Linked DNA regions of Mus musculus: region 1 is linked to region 2. A link is a contact called in public promoter capture Hi-C data. All regions are on one chromosome and are shown on one strand. The core of a region is the stretch at or near the end of the contact, and the rest is flanking DNA. Distances in the headings are between cores, read along the strand shown.

Region 1 (4,483 bases), core at 1,777-4,276, 70 kb before region 2:
GGAGTCTAGTGTGGTAGGACATGCCTGTTGTCCCAGCACTCAAGAGGTGAAGGCAGGAAGATCAGGAGTTTAAGGCTAGCCTCTGCTACATAGTGAGTTTGGGGCCAGCCTAGGCTACACAAGACCTTGTCCCAATTAAATAACAAACAAGACAATAAGCATTATCTTCATTTTGATGGGCCAAGAATCACGGGCAGTTTTCTGAGTGGCCAGACTGGGAGTTTCCCATGATGCTAGTCAGAGCAGACCAGGTGACAGGCACCTGTTTGCACACTCATGTAATTGATCACTCGAACTGGCTTGACGGGGGCCAGAGGCTTCAGTTCCCCACAGGCTGCTTGCACATGCTAGCATGGCAGCTGGCCTACCCTGTAAGGAATGATCTGAGAGTCCTCCCAAGAGAAACTGTGTTCCATTGCTACAATCACTTGCAGCTGATACTCTGCAACCACAGGTCCCACGCCTGTGGATCTAACCAACATCAGACCAAAAACTTAAAAAATTCTTGGGACTGTGTAGAGCCCCCCACTCCCCCTTTCTCCTCAGTACTGGAATTGACTCTTGGGGCCTCCAGAACACCAGGCAAGAGCTCTATCACTGAGCAATCTCTCTGGTTCTCTTTTTAAATTTTGAGAAAAGATCTTACTAAATTCCCCAGGTTGGCCTTGAACTCAGTGTAACTCAGACAAGCCCCAAATTTGTGATCCTCCTGTCTCAGCCTCCGAGGAGCTGGGATTACAGGCCATGAAGACCTGACTATGCAAACTTTTTAATTATTACTAAACACTAGTTTATTTATGTAGCATTTATGCTGTATTTGAGATTCTGAGTAGTATAGAGAAGGCTTAAAGAATATGGATTTTCATGGTTTTGTGCAAATACCACACAGTTTTATGAAAGACTTTGGGCAATTTTTAGCTTAGTTATCTGTGGTTTGAATGGGTTTGGCCTCCATAGATTCACGTGTTTGAATTTATGGCCCATGGGGAGTGGCACTATTAGAAGGTGTGGCCTTCTCCAGCACCATGTCTGCCTGGATTCTGCCATGCTCCCCACCACGATGATAATGGGTTACACTTCTGAAACAGTAAGTCAGCCCCAATTACATGTTTTCCTTTATAGGAGTTGCCTTGGTCATGGTGTCTCTTTACAGCAATAAAACTCTAAGATGGTATCTGAAAAGGTTTCTGGATGACCCATACTCCCTGTATTCTGAGACAGGGTATGTTCATTCAAGGGAGGATCATAATGGGGACAGGTCAAGGCTGTATTTCATTATGTAATGGAAAGAAACAAGTCACTTCTGCCCCTGGAAGTGACACCCATCATGTCCTCTGTAACCTGACTGCAGACTAAGCCTAGTTCACTGTGACACAGAGGGGCTCATGTGGGATAATGCTAAAAGGACTCTTGCCTCAGAAGCTGTACAGTGTATCCTGCTTCTCTGGCTTAGTACCTGACTTCTGGATCTCACATGCCATCTAAGTCACTTTTCTATTTCTGTGATAAAACACCACACCCAAGCCAACCTATAAAAGAAAATGTCCAATGGGTTCATAGTTCCAGATAGTTATGAGTCCACAGTAGCAGAGATAGAAAATGGAAGAAATCTTTTGAAACTTCAAGCCTACCCTAGTGCTACACCTCCTCTAAGGCTGTATACTCTAATCCTTCCCAAACAGCCCCACCAACTGGGAAACCAGTTATTCAAACACATGACCCTACAGGAGTCATTCTCTTCCAAACGATACCTTCTCATGAAACCAAACCCAGGCCACACTCATTTCTTCCAATTTTTCTTTTAGGACCCACCATGAAATTGAAACGGCTCACGGTTCTGGAGAAGTACAAAGATATCATCGATTCTTTTTATCAAGAGCAAAAACAGTAGTCAGGAGCCATGCTTGTGGCTTCTGCTGGAGACCAGCCCGGCAAGCATCTTCCTGAGCGCCAGGTGTCTCCAGTGGGCAAAAGAACCTGTGACAAGCTGCTTCCACCCTTTAGTTCAGGGCAGAGCACTGACATCTCCAATGCCTTCACGTGCAAGTAGTTTCAATTCTAACCACTGCTCCTGTTCAGGTGTCAAGCCAGACCATTCTCCTTCCAAAAGAGAAGGACCGCTCACTTTGGCTTCAGGTCCAGGCAGATCTACAAGGTTCTAGTTCACAGGTCTCCCAGGGGGCGCTGTTGGAGAGGGAAAGGGATGGCAATCCCATTACTAATGTGTGCTGCAGAGACAGCAGTCACAGCTCGCCTGACTTAATTCTGGCTTCTTGGAAACTAGTACCACACTCTGCCACCTCACACACAAGAGGCTTGATGCTTAATAAACTGCTGCTGCCTATGTGACTGTATTTAATATGTAATTTTCAGTATTAAACCTTTTAACAGATCTGCAACAAGTACCGGATGTCTTTTGTCAATGGGCAGGTGGGACAGAACATAGACAGTTAACTCACAGAACTTTAGTATCCTTTAGTACATCATCAGCGGCCTACCGGGGTGAAGGATGGGGTCTGGTGGAAGCAGCCAACTCTATTACCACCTATTTCAACAGGCTAAGCTAAAATGCCCTAAGGTACCTGACCAGGAAATACGCAGAGAATGCAAACGCCTCAGTCAGTTCTTAAGTTCTTTATTACTGTGAACCCAAAGCCACTGCTAACCAGAACAATCCAGTGAGACAGGGAAAGCAGCAGTTTTAAAGTAAAATACACAGAAGATTGTAAGTCCAAATAAAAGCTTTAAAAAAATGACCCAGACAGGGACATCTGTTGTTAAGAAATCCCCTTGGGACCAGGGTACATTATGCAAAGCCACGAGTTTGCAAACTAGTGCAAGGGCTAAGGGAAGACAGCTTGGCTTTGGTGTGGGCCAAAGGCTAGGTTCATGCTGTGGAGCAGAGGCTGTGGGAAGAATGAGGGGCAGAACCTGATGGTCAGCAGCTGGTAACACAGGCCCCCGCTTGGCCTGATTTGTATGAGCGTGGGCTGAGTCAGCTCCACCTCGGCAATTAAGTCTGTAATGGGTGCTACTGGGGCAGAAGGCAGTGACTGGTTGCTTTAGGGAAAGTCAAGGGGCAGCCAGGCCTTTCCAGGGTCACCTGCAGCACTGGCTGGAGTGTGGCCACGTGGGAGGGGATCTGCAGTGGCTGGCTCTCATGGCTGACAGCTCGCAATGCTGACGATCTGTCTAGTGAGGAGTGATCTCCCTTATCTGAAAGCTCTTCCCCCAAAATAGTGAATCTCAAGGTAACAAAAGAATCAAATACACAGAGAGCATCCGGGGCCTTGACAAGGATTACCGATGTAGTAACAAAATTACATCATTCATTATGGATTTCTTGGAGCTTACATTTTTATTAATAGTAATTCATGTATAGGACAAATACTTTATTTCCATATTTTTAAGAAATATACCATTTTTTTGCTGTGAACTTTCCCAGTAAATTTCTTTTGTACCCATTAGTATTAGAATAATGTTATCTTGTGCGATTGTTAAAACCCTGTTTTATTCCCAGTTTGTTTTTCATAAACCAAAAATCCAGGGCTTTTGTTAAAAAGTTAAATATCTTCTCTTATTAATTCTGTATCAGAATATTTACAGTTGAGGAAAATGATTTTGCCTGAAGTGTAAAATGGGTTAACAATGATAAATGATACAGTTCACTTACAGTTTACAAAATAAGGTTTACCAGACGGACAATAAATACAACCAGCACTTGGGAAAACCCTTTGAATGAAGGCCTGGGGCCATCATGTGCATCCATTGCAAGGGTTTTGTTAAGAAAAGGCCAGATTCAAAAAACGTACTCTGTCAAGAAGCAAGCAAACCAATGGTGGGCGCCCTCAAGGAGGATTACAGGGTATCCTTTTGGAGTGATTGACTGACTGCAGCAAATCCACCAGCAGGAGTGCTAATCTAAGTCTTTGACTCTACGACAGATTTCTTCTGTGAAGTCAGAGCACTTCGCGTTGCCTCCCAGATCTTTTGTTAAGCTCTGAGAATAGAAAGAGAAAAATAAACATTCATCACCACACTAAATTAAAACAAGGACATTTAAAGCACTCAGTGAAATAGGAACTGAGCAAGATACTAACCAGTCTACTGATTTCAGGCAGAGGTTCGATCACACACCACCTACCTACCCTGCGAGGCCTGGGGAAATCCCATGAGGTGCGTACCGAGAAACACTCCCAAGTCAGGCATGATGGTGCACTGCTACAACCAACCCCAGCACGGAGGGGCTGAGGCACAAAGATTCTTGCACACTCAAAGCCAGCCTGGTCTGTACATAGAATTCCAGGCCATCCAGAGCTAGACAGCAAGATCTTGCCTGTCTTAAAACAAGGCAGTAAAGAAACCACTGAAATGGCCACTCCCTTAAGGGAAGGCTCTTATTGTAAATAAGAAAGAGACGTTTCCAGAGGCACCTGGAAGAGTCCAGAGCAGAGGAAAAAAGGAAACATTGTGGTCATGGCCA
Region 2 (5,191 bases), core at 1,336-3,835:
TTCAGAGTGCCCAAAACAGTGTCTTGGGGGACAAATGAGGACTGAGCAATTATTAACATTTGCTTAACCCCTCCACGGTTTGTTCACTGTGCCAGGCAATTGCAAATGCCTCGTCTCATCATGCGCTCGCAACAGTCCTTTGGTAGGTAACTAGAACACTCCTATTTTACATATGAGATGGCAGAGACACAGAGAGGCAAAGAAGCTTCCTCCAGGTTAGGATCTGAACAAGGAGGGTCTGTGCACATAATTTGAATGAGAATCTGAAGACTTGGAAGTTTGCCCTGCAACCCTGGCCTCCTTCCAGGCCTCCGGAGGGAGCCTTCTACCTTCCCAACTCAGCCTAATTTCAGACCATGGTCCACAGCCGCCACCTCGGACTTTACACTAGGTACATGTCTCTTCCTCTTTAGTCTTATAGCCTTACATTACTAAGACCTAAGATCTTTAGTCTTATAGCCTTACATTACTAAGACCCAAGATCTTCATACCCAACCAATGCTGTGGGTTGTCACAGCCTTCACACCTCCAGACTGCCTCCAGTTCTCCCTCCTTAAGCACTCTGCCTGGATCCCTTCTTTGTTCTCAGACTTCTCATCTATGGCTATCCTTTTCCCAGAGATTTGTCTGGCTGCACCCAAGGATCTGTGACTCTCAAAATCTTGTACTTACGCTCATGCCAGTCCACTTAGTAGAAAGACTTTATACCCAACCATGCCCTCTTCCCACTAGCAAGCCTGTTCCTCTGCCACTGGACTTAGAGTTCATCTGCACCCACCGGGAAGATGTTTCATCTGGCTCCCTTCATCCCTTTGAAGGCTGCAGCAACATCCCTGGCTGATAGTGTTGGTGCTCTGAAAGGGTTGGCCAAGCAGAGGATGACTGAACTATGGCGTCAGGGCCCAGAGAAAACCAGATAGTGGGTTTCTGAACCTCTGTGCTCATCAGCAGGTTCTGGGTTATGGAACCCCTAGGCTACCTGTCTCTTCATAGAGGGCTTCCCACTTACCTATAAGACAAGATGTAGCCGACAGCCCGGTCACTGAGGCGGATGAGGAAGGAACCGAGGGCTTTGTCCCTGAGTAGCTGCTCTGTTTGCCTGGACAGAGGACACACCATTAACTGGGACCTGTACCCTCACAGTAACCAAGCAGCCTGAATTGGATCTGCTTCAGGATCCTTTCAGACAGTGGCCTAGAGTTCTAAATTGAGACAGATTTTCAGCCCTTGATAGAGAACCTTCTGAGCTCTTTGACTGACTCTGAGGCCTTCAAGGTGCAGTCTGTGGTTGGTTCTGGCTCAAGTGAGCAAACTAAAGACAGTCTGTCGTTGAATGTGAGTCCCCAGGCGACAGGCACCTTCCACCCTGCAATGTAGCCTTGTCAGCAGGAGCAATAGACACAACCTGCAGCTTCCAGCTCTCTATTCAGATAACTGTATAGAAAGAACTATACCAGGAACTTTCACATCAGTAGGGATCCCTGTCTTGGGACTAAGTGTGTAGTTGTGCAAGAGGCACACTACATAAGAGTGTCTGTAGCAAAGAGCTGCTGTTGTGTCTCAAGCTTGGTTACAAGAGGAGCTTAAAAAAAATCACTACCATCCCTTCGGGTCCTTCTACATGATACCAAGTGTTTTTGAGGTACAATGGAAAATTCTAGTATTTTTTTCCTTTGGCTTGGAAGAACACAGATCATATAATTCCTTACCCACTTACTCACCAAATACATCACTACATCACTAGAACTACCTTCATAATTTTCAGGGATCTGTGCCAAATGAATATATGGGACCCCTTATTTCCAAACAAAGGGCATCAAGACATAACACAGAGCATTAAGACAGCTGCAGGTCCCCTGAACACAGCCTCGTGTGGTCCGCAAAGCTGTCCCCGGTGCTGTGTTAGACACTGGGTCAGGACCTGGTTGGTGGGCTTTGTTTCTCATTCCTTTTTCCATCTAGTACTTGGGAAGCTTGAAGATCTCTCTCAACCACAATGCCAAGTCTCACATCCTTGCCTCTATGCCAGGATAATCATGTGTCTAGGTTTCCTGGACAGTTTTCTACCTCAATTACAATAACATTCCAGTGCTGGCACATGGCATGGTCTTCTAACTTTCACCAAGATACTCAGAACTCATCTAAACATGCCTAGCTCCTACTCAGTCCACTGTGGTTCTTCCCACAGCTGCAACTACCCAAGATCCCGCTAGGCAAATGCCCTCCATATGTGCCTTCAAAAGCTTCTACAATCTGTCCCTTCTACCCCAGGGTCCTGCTTAGTGAGGGAAAGGTCAGGAGCCCAAGGTTCTGGAGTCCTTGGGCCATATTCCCAGCCCTGAGGAGCTGCAGATCATGCTGGTCTTGTGGTCAGGGGCAGCCTTACTTGCGAGTGATGAATCCATGAAACCAGGGGGGCAGAACTCCATTCTGTAGGATAGAGGGGGCCTGTGTCTCCATGAACCACTTCAGAGCCAGCTCTTGGATTTCAGCCAAGGCCCGCCCACCCCCTGCCTCCTCCAGTGCCTTGCCCAGATGGAGCTGCTCTGGGCCGCCCTCCATCCTGGTGAGCACTGATGATATGTGAATCCTGATGGCTGCAGTCCTTTATATCTATGCGTGATGCAGCTCATTTGCCTGTGCTCACACCCTTCTCAATGCCCGTGGCACACAGGAGTCCTATTAGATGGCTCTCCTGTGTGAAGCTTTGGGACCAGGCATTTTGGCTGCTAGAGTCACTAGCAGGAGGCTATCGTAGCAGCCTGGTAAGGATCAGGCAGGATTTCCATGATCTCTGGGCCAGCAGAAAAGCTGATGCCTGTGACCTCTTTTTTCCCAACCTCCAGTCTTTGCCTCAGTGGAAAAGCAGACATAAGATGCAGTCACAGCACTGCCCCTGTGAACAGAGCTCTGGATTTAAATTCACTGTATCCTTCCTTCACTGGGGCTTTTGTGTTTTGGTGGGGAAATTCCATGCTGATTAATTTTACCTTTTACTTCAGATTGTATCAGGTACCTGCTGTGTACCATATAAATCTGGGAACAAGACAACTCTCTGTGTGGTGTGTGTGTGTGTGTGTGTGTGTGTGTGTGTGTGTGTGTGAGAGAGAGAGAGAGAGAGAGAGAGAGAGAGAGAATGAGAGAGAAAGAGAGAAAGCGCTCACTCACGTGCGCACACACACACACACACACACACAGGTATTTACCCATGCATAAGTCTGGAAATTAGAGGTTGATATCGGGTGTCTTCCTCTATTGGTGTCCACCTTACTTTTTGAGATAGAGTCTCTCATTGAACCTGGAACTGCTGTTTCAGGTAGGCTGTCTGGCCAGCAAGTTCCTGGGATTCCTGTCTCCGCCTCTCAGTGTGTCCAGCTTTTATGTGGGTGCTGAGGCTACAAATTCAGGTCTTCATGCTTGTGAAGCAAGCACTTTACCTGACAAGTCATCTCCACACTCCCAGAGAAGCACTTACTACTAATGGCAGTAGATAAACAATAAATGTGTGTGATTGCTTGTGTAACACCACACCAGATGAGCCCAGCCTGCGGGGAGCAGGGAGATGGAGACAGAGTGTGTTGGCTGCATGTCATGGGTAGTAGTCAGTCTTGCCCAAGAGTGACCATGGATCTTTGAAGGAGGAAGCCAAGTACCTGGTGAGGAAAGACTGTTGCCAACTATGGGGAAAGTAATTCAATGACAGGATTTTGGCATCCATTTAGGGCAGGCGGTAGAACACTTTATTCACACAAATATTCCCAATCCTGGTGTCAGCATTCTACAGCAGAAACTGAAGCTGAGGTGGCAGAAGCATTAGCACCGCCCCCCCCCCCCCCAGACATGGGTTAGAATCCCAATTCTATCACATTTTGGCCTAGGGTATCAGAAGGTTGTTGAGCCATTGGAGATAGCTCGGTTTCCTCATACACTGGGAATTAGAGGCTATTGTTTGGCTCCGGGGCCGTTATAATGAGTAGGAGCAAAGCGGTAAAGGATGAAAGATCATTTACATACATTCAAAGCAGGGCAGAACTAATCAAGGATGCTAAAAATTAAGACAGCAGAGGCTGTGGTGGTGCAGGGGGGCAGTGTTTATGGACTTCTAGGAACAGATGAGGAGCTGTCAAGGGCTGGTGTGTTTCCACTTTCTCATCTGGGGGGTGTGCTCACTATGAAAATTCATGGGAGCATAGCTTATGCTCTTTGCTAATTACATGTCCCACTTCAATTAAAACCATTTACGGAAAAAGAAGGGGAAGATGTCACAGCCACATTTCCATGGTTCGGATTCTGGCTTGATAACTGTGTTGACCCTTAACCAAATATTATAACTTATTAACTTCAGTGTCTTCATCATTGAAATGAGGATGATAATATGACCCATATATTAGTTCATTTTCTATTGCTGCAGTGGAATACCAGAGACTGGCTACTTTGTAAAGAAAAAAAGATTTATTTAATTCATAGTTGTAAATGCTAGAAGGCCAAGATTGGGTAGCTCTACCCTTCCGGGCTCTGTCAGAGGCCTCCTTAGCTATATCACAGGGTGGTGGGTGCCATCATGGGGACATGACTGAGAAGGAGCCATCACTTGGGACCAGGCTAGCTCTTTTAGAATAACTCACTCTATTTATAACTCTCTAGGGTCCCATAAAACTGAATTAGTCAATCCCTTCCATGGACAATACTCCCCAATGACATTCTTCTTCTAACCACCCTTTAGGGTTGCACCACCTCCAAACATTGACACGCTGAGGCTTCCAACACATAACTCCTTAGGGCACAAGCCACATCCAAACCATAGCAACTTGTTGTTAGAGAGGTCAAATGAGTTAATTCCTTTGAACAGTAGCTCCTTTATTTGGAATAAAATACGTGATTAGGATTAGCCATTGCTTTGATGATTATGATGCCAGTGATGGTGATGATAGAAAGATTCTTAAGTATGAATAGTCTGACCCCATTTGGTAGACTACTATTGTTACTACAGCATTGTTATGAGTCATCTCAAGTCTAAAATAAAATGTGTTAAGGGGAGTGTGTGGCAGTAATCCCAGCACTAAGCAGGCAGAAGCAAGAGGATTATAAGCTTGAGGTGAGCCTAGGCTCCATTTCAAAAGATTAGTTTGAAACCAGCCTGGGTCATACAGCAAGACCTTGCCTCAGAAACAAAGTAAGGGGACTGGCAAGA

What was found. Promoter capture Hi-C pulls out the DNA fragments that hold promoters and counts their contacts.
Region 1: a promoter capture Hi-C map of 3T3-L1-derived adipocytes shows a contact between it and region 2, with 2.3 times the contacts expected there. The contact joins the enhancer-like site here to the promoter of Sh2d7 in region 2. A contact is called at or near these places in 3 of 39 promoter capture datasets (the 3T3-L1 cell line, 3T3-L1-derived adipocytes and hippocampal neurons), 16 of 484 Hi-C or Micro-C datasets (the 4T1 cell line, the 63-12 cell line, CD4 T cells and 8 more), 1 of 115 datasets of contacts at active chromatin or transcription factors (embryonic stem cells) and 3 of 9 other capture datasets (adipose tissue, embryonic stem cells and pancreatic islet).

The regions. Positions count from the first base shown.
Region 1 is chr9:54,602,799-54,607,281 of GRCm38.p6, reverse strand. Idh3a (isocitrate dehydrogenase 3 (NAD+) alpha) reads right to left here. Exons shown (of 11, transcript NM_029573.2): 11 at 2,620-4,000. The coding sequence ends at 3,917. Acsbg1 (acyl-CoA synthetase bubblegum family member 1) reads left to right here. Exons shown (of 14, transcript NM_053178.2): 14 at 1,806-2,285. The coding sequence ends at 1,891. Among named protein-coding and RNA genes, the nearest start is that of Idh3a, 19 kb to the right of the region's middle. Within about 2 kb of position 3,026, at least 25 of the 459 cell types and tissues checked have an H3K27ac peak or open chromatin away from gene starts, as enhancers often do. A contact at or near this core is called in 3T3-L1-derived adipocytes, adipose tissue and pancreatic islet, where this site is marked.
Region 2 is chr9:54,531,517-54,536,707 of GRCm38.p6, reverse strand. It overlaps Sh2d7 (SH2 domain containing 7), which reads right to left and starts at 2,585. Exons shown (of 6, transcript NM_173778.4): 1 at 2,387-2,585; 2 at 1,010-1,099. The coding sequence starts at 2,562.